2 separate regions of the Canis lupus genome follow, and region 1 is linked to region 2. A link is a contact called in public Hi-C data. All regions are on one chromosome and are shown on one strand. Each heading gives the region's core, a stretch centred on a gene start, on an enhancer-like site or on the middle of the called end of the contact. The rest is flanking DNA. Distances are from core to core; before and after follow the strand shown. Region 1 holds the start of MCTP2 (multiple C2 and transmembrane domain-containing protein 2). Region 2 overlaps MCTP2 (multiple C2 and transmembrane domain-containing protein 2).

Region 1 (5,975 bases), core at 1,016-3,515, 34 kb before region 2:
GCCCGTCACCCATTCATTCCCACCCCCCACCCTCCTCCCCTTCTACCACCCCTAGTTCGTTTCCCAGAGTTAGCAGTCTTTACGTTCTGTCTCCCTTTCTGATATTTCCCACACATTTCTTCTCCCTTCCCTTATATTCCCTTTCACTATTATTTATATTCCCCAAATGAATGAGAACATATAATGTTTGTCCTTCTCCGACTGACTTACTTCACTCAGCATAATACCCTCCAGTTCCATCCACGTTGAAGCAAATGGTGGGTATTTGTCATTTCTAATGGCTGAGTAATATTCCATTGTATACATAAACCACATCTTCTTTATCCATTCATCTTTCGTTGGACACCGAGGCTCCTTCCACAGTTTGGCTATCGTGGCCATTGCTGCTAGAAACATCGGGGTGCAGGTGTCCCGGCGTTTCATTGCATTTGTATCTTTGGGGTAAATCCCCAACAGTGCAATTGCTGGGTCGTAGGGCAGGTATATTTTTAACTGTTTGAGGAACCTCCACACAGTTTTCCAGAGTGGCTGCACCAGTTCACATTCCCACCAACAGTGTAAGAGGGTTCCCTTTTCTCCGCATCCTCTCCAACATTTGTTGTTTCCTGCCTTGTTAATTTTCCCCATTCTCACTGGTGTGAGGTGGTATCTCATTGTGGTTTTGATTTGTATTTCCCTGATGGCAAGTGATGCAGAGCATTTTCTCATATGCATGTTGGCCATGTCTATGTCTTCCTCTGTGAGATTTCTGTTCATGTCTTTTGCCCATTTCATGATTGGATTGTTTGTTTCTGTGCTGTTGAGTTTAATAAGTTCTTTATAGATCTTGGAAACTAGCCCTTTATCTGCTATGTCATTTGCAAATATCTTCTCCCATTCTGTAGGTTGTCTTTGAGTTTTGTTGACTGTATCCTTTGCTGTGCAAAAGCTTCTTATCTTGATGAAGTCCCAATAGTTCATTTTTGCTTTTGTTTCTTTTGCCTTCGTGGATGTATCTTGCAAGAAGTTACTATGGCCGAGTTCAAAGAGGGTGTTGCCTGTGTTCTTCTCTAGGATTTTGATGGAATCTTGTCTCACATTTAGATCTTTCATCCATTTTGAGTTTATCTTTGTGTATGGTGAAAGAGAGTGGTCTAGTTTCATTCTTCTGCATGTGGATGTCCAATTTTCCCAGCACCATTTATTGAATCTCAATTTCTTAAAGGCAAAGTGGAAATGCAGAGGCATTAAGTGAACTCCCGGGTTTATGCAATCAGTTGCCAAGCCAGGATTTGGTGAGGTCTTCCTGACTCGGGAGCCTATGCTCTAAGCCACCGATGACTTCCATTAAACTCTCCAGCTCCGAGGCCACCCACTCCCGCAACCGTAGGCCGCCAGGTGTGTCCCACACCCAGGTTAGCCGCTCTTACTCTTGTATCGAATTTCCACTGTTTCGTGGGGGTGGAGGAGTGTGTAGTCCTGACCTCCCGGGAGGCAGGGATCAGACCCTGCACAAGCTCCTCCTAAACCACCCAGCGCCTCGCGGGGCGGACTCCGCACGCAGCAGATACCCACCCCTCCATCGAGGGTAAAAGCAACTGAGCAGGCAGAGATCCAGGGTAAATAAAGTGCGGGAAGAGAAGAGCAGGAAGAGGAGAGGGAGGGGGAAGACAGGGAAGGCAAAAGGGCAAGTATCTGCGAACGCCTCAGTACCGGCCATCGGCCATCGGCCATCGGCCATCGGCGCCAGGCATCTCTGAGGGTCCCCGAGGGCGAGTGGAAATCCGGCCTCATCTTCCCAGACCAGGACCAAGGCTCCCAAACGAGGAGCTCATCGCGGGGGGAGGGTGGGGGCGCCTGCACCCACAGTCGCGCGCACGGGGCACGGGCTTAGAGCGGGGCCTGATGCGGTGGCTGAGACGCGGGCTGCGCTCTCCCCGCCGAGCCGCCCCCCGAGCGTCGGGTCCGGCGAAGGCACAGCCCTCGGCGGCGGTCAGTGGGCAAGCCGCACGCGCCCTCCTCGCCCACTCTGAACTCCGCTCCCAGGGCGCCCGCCCGCCGGGGCACGTCCTCCACCGCCCTCTCCTCGGGAGCCGGGCACGGCCGCCGCGGAAGGCGCTCAGGGCGAGGCGGCTCTTAGGTGACGCGCGGCCGCCCCCGCCCCCGCCCCCGGGAGGCGGGGCTGGGAGCGGGGCCCCAGGGAGCCGGCGGCCGCGGCCCCGCCCCCGCCCCCGTCCCCGCCCCCGCCCCGCCGCGTCCCGGCGGCTCCTGCGCGTGCGAGCGGCGGCCGCGGCGGGCCGGCAGGGGAGGGCGGCGCGCCGGACCCTCGGCAGCCCCGCGGGGCGCACGCCGGACAGGTGAGGGCGGCGCCGGGCTCACCTGGCAGGTGCGCGCGGGAGGGGCGCGGGGGTCGCCGCCGGCCCCCCCCAGGACGGGCGTCTGCTCACCATCGAGGTGAGGACTTTGGGGGACCCTGAGGGTTCAGGATGGGAATTCGGTGAAGCCCCTTCCCGGGAGCCGCGGGTTCAGGGATGCACAAAGGTGTGCGGGAGCCGGGTGTCCTGGAGAGCGCACGGAGGGCTGGCAGCCCGCCCCAGGAATTCTTGGCTCCTTTAGAGACACACCGTTGGTGTCCTCGGGGCGCAGTGCGGTCACCGCCACCGCCACCGCCACCGCCGGGACGTCCTCCGTAGAAGTTAGACCCTCATTTGGAATGTGATGCGCTCCCCTCGTGGAGACCTGGAGGTTCAGCTTGGGTTCCTCGCGCAGACCTGGGCGCAGCGGCACAGGAGCAGAAAGCCTTGGGATGATTGTGTAGGTGACAGAGTGTCTTGCACATTAAAGAAGAAAAACAAAAAACAAAAAAATAAACCCAAAACACCAAAACCCAATACGGGGTGATAGTGGTGGTGAACTTGAAAGGCGATTGCTTCCGCATTTGTCCATTTGTCAAGCAGATGGGGCGCTGATGGCTTTTAGAGATGGTTGGGTTTCCGGAAAGGGGTGAGAATACCTGAAGGAACTTCTGTGCGACGTCTGAGGGTGTCAGCGGTGCAGGCACTTACGTAAGTGTGGACTGGAGGTTACCTTGGCAGGGGCCACTCAGAGTTACCCAACGGCTTCCAGGTGAACCTTGGAACTTTACAAAACCTGCTTCCCAACCCACTGAATGGGCAAACAGGTCTGTGGATTATGATTTACATTAGCGTTCATTTTTCTCTTGGGTCAGCAGCATTTCAATTCAATAAATATTTGTTGTATGCCTTTTGAGGAGGAACCTCTGCGAGAGCCGGATTGGTGTGCTTGTTTGGTAGCACAGGTGTTGATACAAAGGGGGCATTCAGGGCACTCGTTCTCCACACAGGTGGGTGCTCCAAGAGAACAGTGGCACGGCGGCATCTCTTTAATCTAGGGTAAAATGCATTTAAATGCAGGGAGAATGTGTGTCTTTGAAGAGTAGCCTTCATTAGCCTAGTCTGCCATCCAAACTGACTAGGACTACAAAATCATCTTTAAAATAAAGTTATTAGGAATCCATCCTGTACCACCCACTTTATGCTGGGCACTTTATCTTGTTACATAAAATATACAAGATAGATGGCATTCCCCGTGCACAGGTGAAAATCCAGACAGGGAGGAACCCAGCAGTTTGCTCAAGGTAATTAGTAAACCTGAGAGCTAAAGCTGGATATTTCTGAGTGCAAAACCCACGTTTTTTTCACTATTCCATGGTGCCGTGAGACATACAGTGTAAATCTGGCATATTTAATGAAAAATAATTCAAATTTATATTCATAAAGCAATCCATGTCAGTACAAGTGACCGTTATGAATAAAATGAGTATTGCTTTCATTCTGTATGTGTGGCTAAACGATGAACTTGTCTGGGACAAGAAGATGAACAGCTGGTTCCAAATATAAAATTTATTGTCTTTCTTCACTTTTTTTTAAGGACCCAGTTTATCCAAGTGGGATAAATCAGTAAAACTCTCTAAGTACACATTCCTTGTGTGTAACACATTGAAGTAACAGTTAATTTTCATATTGTTCATATCCTTTAACATATTTCAGCTTGATTCCATTTCTTCCAGATGAATAGAAGCCCCTGTTGTTGCCTAGAAAGGACTTTGTGTATGTGTGTGTGAATCTATAATCATGCATGAATGTATATAACACTTATTTTAAAAGATATATCTATTTTTCCTTATATCTATCTCTAGAAGTGTAGGGTACTGCAGTACACTTATTTGGGAAGGAATCCTAATATTCTTAATTTAGCCTTTGAGTGAATGATTCATGACAACTGATTACTTCTTTAGAGTCCTGTAAACTGCAAAAGTGATTTTCAAACTATAATTATCATACTGTGAAGAGTGAGAATGAAAATAGTCCTTAGAATTTTAAATAATATTTCCTGACATGGAGAGCACTTGTTTTCTTAAACCCTTCCTTATAATTGTTAGTAATTATGAATTGAAGGGTTTCATAATTAAATTATTTTAAGATATTGAAAAAAAAAGTGTCTTCTTTGGAGGAAGAGAGGCTTTTTGCCTGTGTTGGGAAGATCAGGTAAGATACATTCTGCGTGGGTTGTGTCTGGCACAATTTTTATCTTCTCTGTCTTCATTTGACAGTGCAATCAACAATACACCTTGAACTCCTCTAAGAGTATTTGAAATCCTGCCTAGAATGTGTTTATAGAAGCCTGCTTGGCTTGGTTAAGATTTTCTGATGAAGGGGCTGAGAGTGGTGACTTAGAGAAATTTTCAGAAAAGCCAAAGGGCCAGCGAATGTGGTATGTGTGAGATGTGAAATGGACAGATCTAGATTTTGTGACACCTGGAAGGCAAATTATTTGGGGATCCTTTTTAAGAAAAAAATAATGCAAAATTAGTGATGAAAGTGAATGCTTATTTAGAATGGAAAAAATAAATGATAATCATTTGCTAGAGGTTTCTTTCACTTTCTGCTGAGATCTTTTTTGGGCAGTTTACCAGAAATGCTTACATAAAAATGCTTCCTGATTGCAACCCTCTCTCCCTGAGAACACTCAGCATCTCCTAGCAGCTTGCGGCACTTGTACGGGCCTCTGCGAGCGAGAGACTGGAAGCTGAAGCTTCATAGCCTTCAAAGAGTAAGAGGACTGGTTGTGATTGGAGGCAAAAAACTCATGGTTCGCTGAGCAGAGTAGAGGCTGGTGGTTGGAGTGGGAGGGATACTCGGCTTATCGGGGACTCAGGACATTTCATATCTAGTGAGCAGTCCTGAGGGGAAGGCCCAGAACTGGCTTCTGGAACCTTTTACTTTGCTTGGCTCTCCAGGGATGCCTTTGGCTATTGGCTCTCCCAGTCGTCATTTGTGGAGGGTTTTCTTTTTCTTTTTCTAAGATTTTATTTATTTATTCATGAGAGGCACAGAAAGAGAGAGAGAGAGAGACACAGGCAGAGGGAAAAGCAGGCTTCTTGCAGGGAGTCTGATGAGGGACTCAATCCCAGGACTACAGGATCACGCCCTGAGCCAAAGGCAGACACCTAATCACCGAGCCACCCAGGCGTCCCCATGGAGGGTTTTCTATGTCCCAGGCACTGACTATGGTGAGGTCCTATTTGCCAGGGAGCTCCTAGCCTCATGGAGCTGATTTTGTGATGGCACAATGGTGTCCTAGGTGCTGGCCTGGAGCCTGGAGAGCTCCTGATTGCTTGGGCTGAGTTTGGAATTATTGATGGAGTAACCAAGATGTAAGAATTCAGGGAGGGCCTTCTAGGCATGTGGAAGGCTCTAGAAAGCAGAGGTTTGGACCCACACACAATCTCCTCCAGGGATGCAGTGAGGCCCCTTAGTCTGTGCTTCTTCCAGACCAGCTGAATCCACACAGCTGGTTTTAACTTGTTAGAAATGCAGGTTCTCAGCCCTCATCCCAGACACTCTGAATCAGAAGCTCTGTGTCTGAAGCAGAGCAGACGGGCATTTTAAGAAGCCCTCCTGCCGATTGCCATG
Region 2 (6,139 bases), core at 3,057-5,556:
TTTTTCAGTAACCAGGTAACATCTGTAACTCTCTCTAGCCAGGTGTGCACACTGAACACACATACACACACAGTTTAGAGTCTGTCAGTATGCCACACATTGGATAATCCTGAGAGCGTGTGGCCCATGAACCACCTGTTGTACAGGGAAACTTGCATTTTTTTCCCCCCTCAGAGCAGCTCACAGTGGCTTGTGATTGGCTGATCTATGGGTTAGGTTTCTTCCTGGTTTTCTATTTCTTCATTACTACTTTTCACTATGGGAATTGCCTGAATATTTTTAAATGGATGTGTCTGTTATTATAATTTCTTCCCTGTCTCTCCTAGGATTTATGCTCTCGGATATCAGGGACATTATTTTGTTCATTGTGGCATGACCAGCACATTGACTGATTCTTGGCACAAATTCTTGGCTCAATAAATATTGCTAAACAGGCACATTAATCTATGTCCTAAATTTTAGTGACAATTCTTCTCAATTTTAAGATAAGGATAAATACATGTAGAAGTTCTCTTGTTCAGTTCCTGCCTACACTGAGGTACTGAGTTTGGATACCATGGCCTGGGGGTGGGCAGAATGTGAATGTCATGAATGGAGGCAAGGTGACAGAGCCTGTGTGTCCCCAGGAGACCAGACTCTCTTTTTTGGCCTCTGATGTTTGGAACAAACCCACCTTACCACTCATCCCTTATAAAAGGAGAGGAATGAAAAAATCAGAAAACAGAACAGGTAAAAGTCATACCTTTTCAGAATAATTTAAGGTGTTTTGGAAATACTGTGCAAAGGCAGCTGCTAGTGATGTTTGAGGGATTTGTAAGATTTGAAGGGTGTCATTGTGACATATGACTTTTCCACACTGGCAGGACGGACAAGGACTAGGAAGTACTCGGGAGAATTGTATCCATTCAATTTGTCTGAAAGAACTGCTCTGTAACTTGATTGAAGTCCAGTTTTGTCTTTTTTTTCTAAGATCAGAATTCTTGAGGTATAATTTACATACTAGGGTTTACTGGTTTAGGTATATAGTTGTCTGAATTTGAGACACAGAGACACGGAACCACCATCATAATCATGATATAAAAGGTTTCTTTCACCACCACCCCCAAGTTTCCTTGTCTTTTCTATATCCCATCTTGCTGTCCCTACCAACTACTGATCTTATTTCTGTTCATATACTTTTCCCTTCTCCAGGATCTAATAAAAGATGATAATTATAACCCTTTGTGTTTGGCTTCTTGCACTTGGCTATTACTTTTATACTCTTCCATCATATTTTGTGTATTAGTTCATTCTTTAAATGCTGAGCAGTATGCCACTGTATGCACACATGCCATGTCTTTAAAATCCATTCACTAGTTAGTGGGAAGTTGGGATGTTATAAGTTGTTGATGAGTTTTTGTAAAGATTTTATTTGTTTATTCATGAGAGACACAGAGAGAGGCAGAGAGAAAAGCAGGATCCCCGTGGGAAGCCTGATGCAGGACTTGATCTTAGGACCCCGGGATCATGCCCTGAGCCACCCAGGTGCCCCAAGTTTTTGATGATTTTGAATAAAGTTTCCATAAACATTTATGTACAGGTCATCATATGGAAATATGTTTGAATTTCTATTGAGTAGATACTGGTAATTTGGATTTCTGGGCTGCATGGTTAATTGTAATTTTAATTGTACGAGAAACCATCAAATGGTTTTCCTAAGTGTCTGTGCCACTTTGCTTTCCTGCCAGCAATTAGAGTTCTAGCTGCCCTGCATCCTGGCCAGCACTTTGTGTTGTCAGAGTTTTGCATTTGCTTGTTTGTTTTTGGTCATTCTAGAAGACAGTTGGTTTAGGTGGAGTGTAATGGGATGGCTTAATTTTCTTTTGCTGTCATTACTCTTCCTTGCAGGGAACCTCCCCACCTTATGTTTCCCTCCATGGGCTCCATTTGTATAGACAGTTGGGTTGACACCTTATTAAATACTCTTACCAGTTCTGTTGCTGCCTCTTCATAGTATATGTTACACTTGCTTTGCTCTTCACTGAATTCTTACCATTAGATCATAAGCTTTTTATAGGTAGATTTATGCTACTCTGGCAAGAACCAATAGGCACTCAGGTCACCCTTATTTTTTAAATTATATATTTTATTTTATTTTATTATGGGTTTATTTGAAAGAGGGAATGAGCATGAGCAGAGGAAGAGGGAGAGGCAGACTCCCTGCTGAGCAGGGAGCCTGACTTGCGGCTATATCCCAAAACCCTGAGATTATGACCTGAGTCTGAAGGCCGATGCTTAACTGACTGAGCCACCCAGGTACCCCTAAGGTAGCCCTTTTGTCTTGATTTTTTAGAGGATAAGAAAGCATAGAGTCAGCCCTGAAAAATTCATTATTTAAAAAAAAAAAAAACCCTTCTTTTTATGCCTTTTTGTATATAAGATGTTATTGGCAGATTTTTTTAGGACTCAAGAAAGTACGTTTGCCAGATTTCCAGTCCTGAATCAAGGATCAAATGGTGGAACACTGTTACTCATATCATTGTTTAAGCTAATAGTATAAGGACTTTTAAATTGTTCCAGCTACATTACTGAGTCACTTTAGCATCAAGTGCTGTTTCTAAAGCTCCCGTTGAAGTGTCTCAAAGCAATTGAAGCAATTAGGCTTGGTTGGGCTTGGTTTCAAATTCTGCCAATTTTCAAGCCCTCTTCAAGTTCAGCCTTTAAGCATAATTAATGTTTTAGACACATAATAATATAGATTTATCCCTTCAACTTTGGTTATCTTGAGACATCTTTTCACAGATTGCCTTATGAAGACTTAGGCTTGCTTTCAAATTCTGCTAATTTTTAGGCTCTGATCAAACTAATTTGTAAACATAATTGATCTCTTAGATAATAATACAGATTTATCCCTAGAACTTTGAGAATATTGAGTCCTATCTTTCAATGATGCCTTTATAAAGACGTATTAGGCACTGATGTCTCAGTATTAATTTACAGTTTTATGTAGGCAGTCTCATAGGGATATAATAACTTTAAAAGGACAGAATTGATCAGACTCACATGTATATGATTATGCATCACTATAGATGGTTTCCTAGTAGTTCTTGTTAGTTTTTTCTCAAGCACATTTTAAATACCTAGCATTCAGGGGTGCCTGGATGGCTCAGTCAGTTAAGCATCTGCCTTGGGCTCAGGTCCGGATTCCGGGGTCCTCGGATCGAGCCCCATGTTGGGCTTCCTCCTCAGTGGGGGGTTTGCTTCTCCCTCTCCCTTCGCCCCTCCCCCTGCTTATGCTCTCTCTCTTTCTGTCAAATAAATAAAATCTTTAAAAAAATAAACATAGCATTTATTTTTTTTCTTTTTATATAAATTTATTTTTTATTGGTGTTATACATAGCATTTAGAAGAAAATCTTCTCACCTGAGTATTTTATAACACAGAGCCCATTATATCCTTAGGTCTACAGGCAATTGTTTAATTACTCCAAGGTGTCTCAAGGCCCAACTCTGAACCTGAAGAATATTGTCCTCTGGCCAGAACGATTGTGTTCTAGCTGTGATATGTGAGTTACATAGTTTCAGAATTTGAAACAGGGAGGATGTCTACAATACATGGTTTCAGTGGAGAAAATAGTCAACTTGAAAGTGTTTCACTCATCCATCCTTTAAAAAAAATTAATGCATCCATCCCTCTTAGGAATTTTGTTCCAATTGCCTATTTTTCGCAAGCAGGATAAAACGAAGGAGAGCAAGGTGGTGGAGTGGGCAGGGACTGCACTGTGTTTCCAGCTAGTGGAGGTAGGTCCTTCCTGGGGACTGTTGAAAATGTGTATGTTTTTGAGGGTCACAGTGACAAGGGGCATTGTTGGCATGTGGGAGGTAGTGGCTGGGGTTGATAACTGTCATTGTGCAATGCATGGGACAGTCCCATGCAAAAAAGTATTGACCGAATGCCAGTAGTGGCTTCTGTTGAGAAAATCTGAGATAAGCCTGGGTTTCAGTTTGCAGCTCTGTGAAATGGAAAACATTGCATTTTCCTCATCTGTAAAATTGGAGTGAAAATATGTATTTACAAGATCACTCTGAGCATTGCTGAGGTTGTATGCAAAACAGTAGACACAGGACCAGTACATAGAAGGAACTAGCAAAGAATCATTGGCATCCTTTTTAACCCTCTAGTGGCTTCTCAACCCACTCAGAGTAAAACACAGTGTCCTCACAGTGGCACACAAGGACCTCCTGCTCTCCTGTGAACTCATTTCCTGCCAGTCCCTTCTCTGGCTGTGCTCCAGTTACCCTGGCCTCCTTCCTGTTTCTCAGTCTTTCTGGGAGATCTGCCCTGCTCTGGACCTTCTGCACTTGGTCTGTCTTCTGTGTGGAAGGTCCTTCCCCTGAGTGCATCTACTAGGCTCTCTCCCTTCTTCTTCTGTTCTCTTATCACCTTATCCAAGGGGGGTTTTCCTGATCCATAATATAAAGATAGCAGCCTGGCTGTCTGCAGCCACCCCTTCCCTTCAGATCTTGCTCTTTCCCCTTGCCATCACCCAACATATTCAATATATTTTTGCTTATTGCCTGTCTCTTCCAAGTAGAACATAAGTTTCATGAGAGCAAGGACTCAATTTTGTTCACTGATGTATCCCTAGGTGCTGTGATACCACCAGTGCATAGATGCCCACGAATATTTTCTGAATAAATAAAAGTGAAAATAGCACAGGAAAAGGGCACATTGTGGTTGATCATAATTGGTGGGTACATATGCTGTTTGTGTTTATAATAAAGTTATACTTTTCTGCTAGTTTAATAGTTTTTCATCCAGATGATGGAATTAATTATTCACTAGAATCTCCCTGTCTAAACATTTTGACAGACATTACAAGAGATAGTGGATATCAGGTTGTCTAAGAATCAGATTTCTCTGTTCCCCTCCTTCACTTTTAATTGAGGAAAGCATGAGACTTTTTATTTTTCTATAAGATGGCTTTAAGAGTATGATGATGTGATTTTCTCTGAGTATATGTTTTTATATTGGTTGCAAATCTGTAGAAGTCATCAATAAAATTGTCCATAGCATATTAGAATTATTGAGTTGTCCTGTATTTTTGTAGGAGGTATAATTGTTCTTTGAAAAGGCAATAGGTTTCTGTTGACATAGGGTTGGCTTGAGCTTATGAATGCTTTGAAAGATTATGTTATGAAAGAAACTACTGGCTTAGTGTTTTGAAAATAGGGCAATGAGAAACTGTATTGATGTTTATTTAAAAGATAGATATTATTTTTTAAAAGATAGATATTTGTGTATAAGTTTCTTCTTACTTTTGAGAGGTACAGCCATATTTCTCAAAGATTTTGCTTTGTGGGGGCACCTGGATGGCTCAGTCACTTCAGTGTCTGCCTTCAGCTCAGGTCGTATTCTCAGGGTCCTGGGATTGAGCCCCATGTCAGGCTCTCTGCTTAGCGGGGAGTTTGCTTCTCCCTCTCCCTCTTCTTCTGTGTTCTCTCTCTCCACCTCTCAAAAATAAAACCTTTAAATAAAATAAATATTTTGCTTTGTATTCTGAAATATTTATATCAATTTGGTGGCTGACCGGTATATACAGTTTGTTAAACATGCTCTGTTTCACACCAGAAATGGTGTAGGAAGATATGTATAAGGCCTTCTTTGCTCTGAATTAATGTCCGTCTTTGGGCTTACCTTTCTGTTACATTTTTATATCCTAATATGGCTGCTGCAATATGCTGTTTACTCAAGAGAGATATGATTTTTACTGGAAATTAACATCTTCTTCTAATTCTATCCCCCATCAGTAATGTTCTAAAGATAGTTTAGATGTTCTGCTTCTGCTGGTAATTCCTAGATGAGGAAACCTTTAAATGTGAAAATAATGTTAGGCAGGACATTTGAGGTTTGGCAGTTGTTTGCAATGTAGATACCAGGTAAGAGATCGGTGTGTGTGGTTTAATATGAGGTCATTAAACTCAAGTATGTGAAGAAGTAAATTACTTTCTCTTAACACTTGGTGTGTATTGTTTATTGGACAATGCTTGATTTAAAATTTTTTTATTCACTTGTTTATTAGTGCTTGACTTTTAAAATTTGGGTCTCTAACTCCATGGCAGATTAAGAAATATTCTGATAAGGGAATCAAGACAATTGT

What was found. Hi-C and Micro-C count contacts between places; a contact is called where the count stands out from the background.
Region 1: a Hi-C map of blood shows a contact between it and region 2, with 2.2 times the contacts expected there. The contact joins the promoter of MCTP2 here to the enhancer-like site in region 2. A contact is called at or near these places in 2 of 9 Hi-C or Micro-C datasets (both in blood).

The regions. Positions count from the first base shown.
Region 1 is chr3:46,566,044-46,572,018 of UU_Cfam_GSD_1.0, reverse strand. MCTP2 (multiple C2 and transmembrane domain-containing protein 2) reads left to right here and starts at 2,265. Exons shown (of 23, transcript XM_038532734.1): 1 at 2,265-2,336.
Region 2 is chr3:46,533,803-46,539,941 of UU_Cfam_GSD_1.0, reverse strand. The region is part of intron 1 of MCTP2 (multiple C2 and transmembrane domain-containing protein 2); the gene reads left to right. Among named protein-coding and RNA genes, the nearest start is that of MCTP2, 33 kb to the left of the region's middle. Within about 2 kb of position 4,306, at least 3 of the 20 cell types and tissues checked have an H3K27ac peak or open chromatin away from gene starts, as enhancers often do. A contact at or near this core is called in blood, where this site is marked.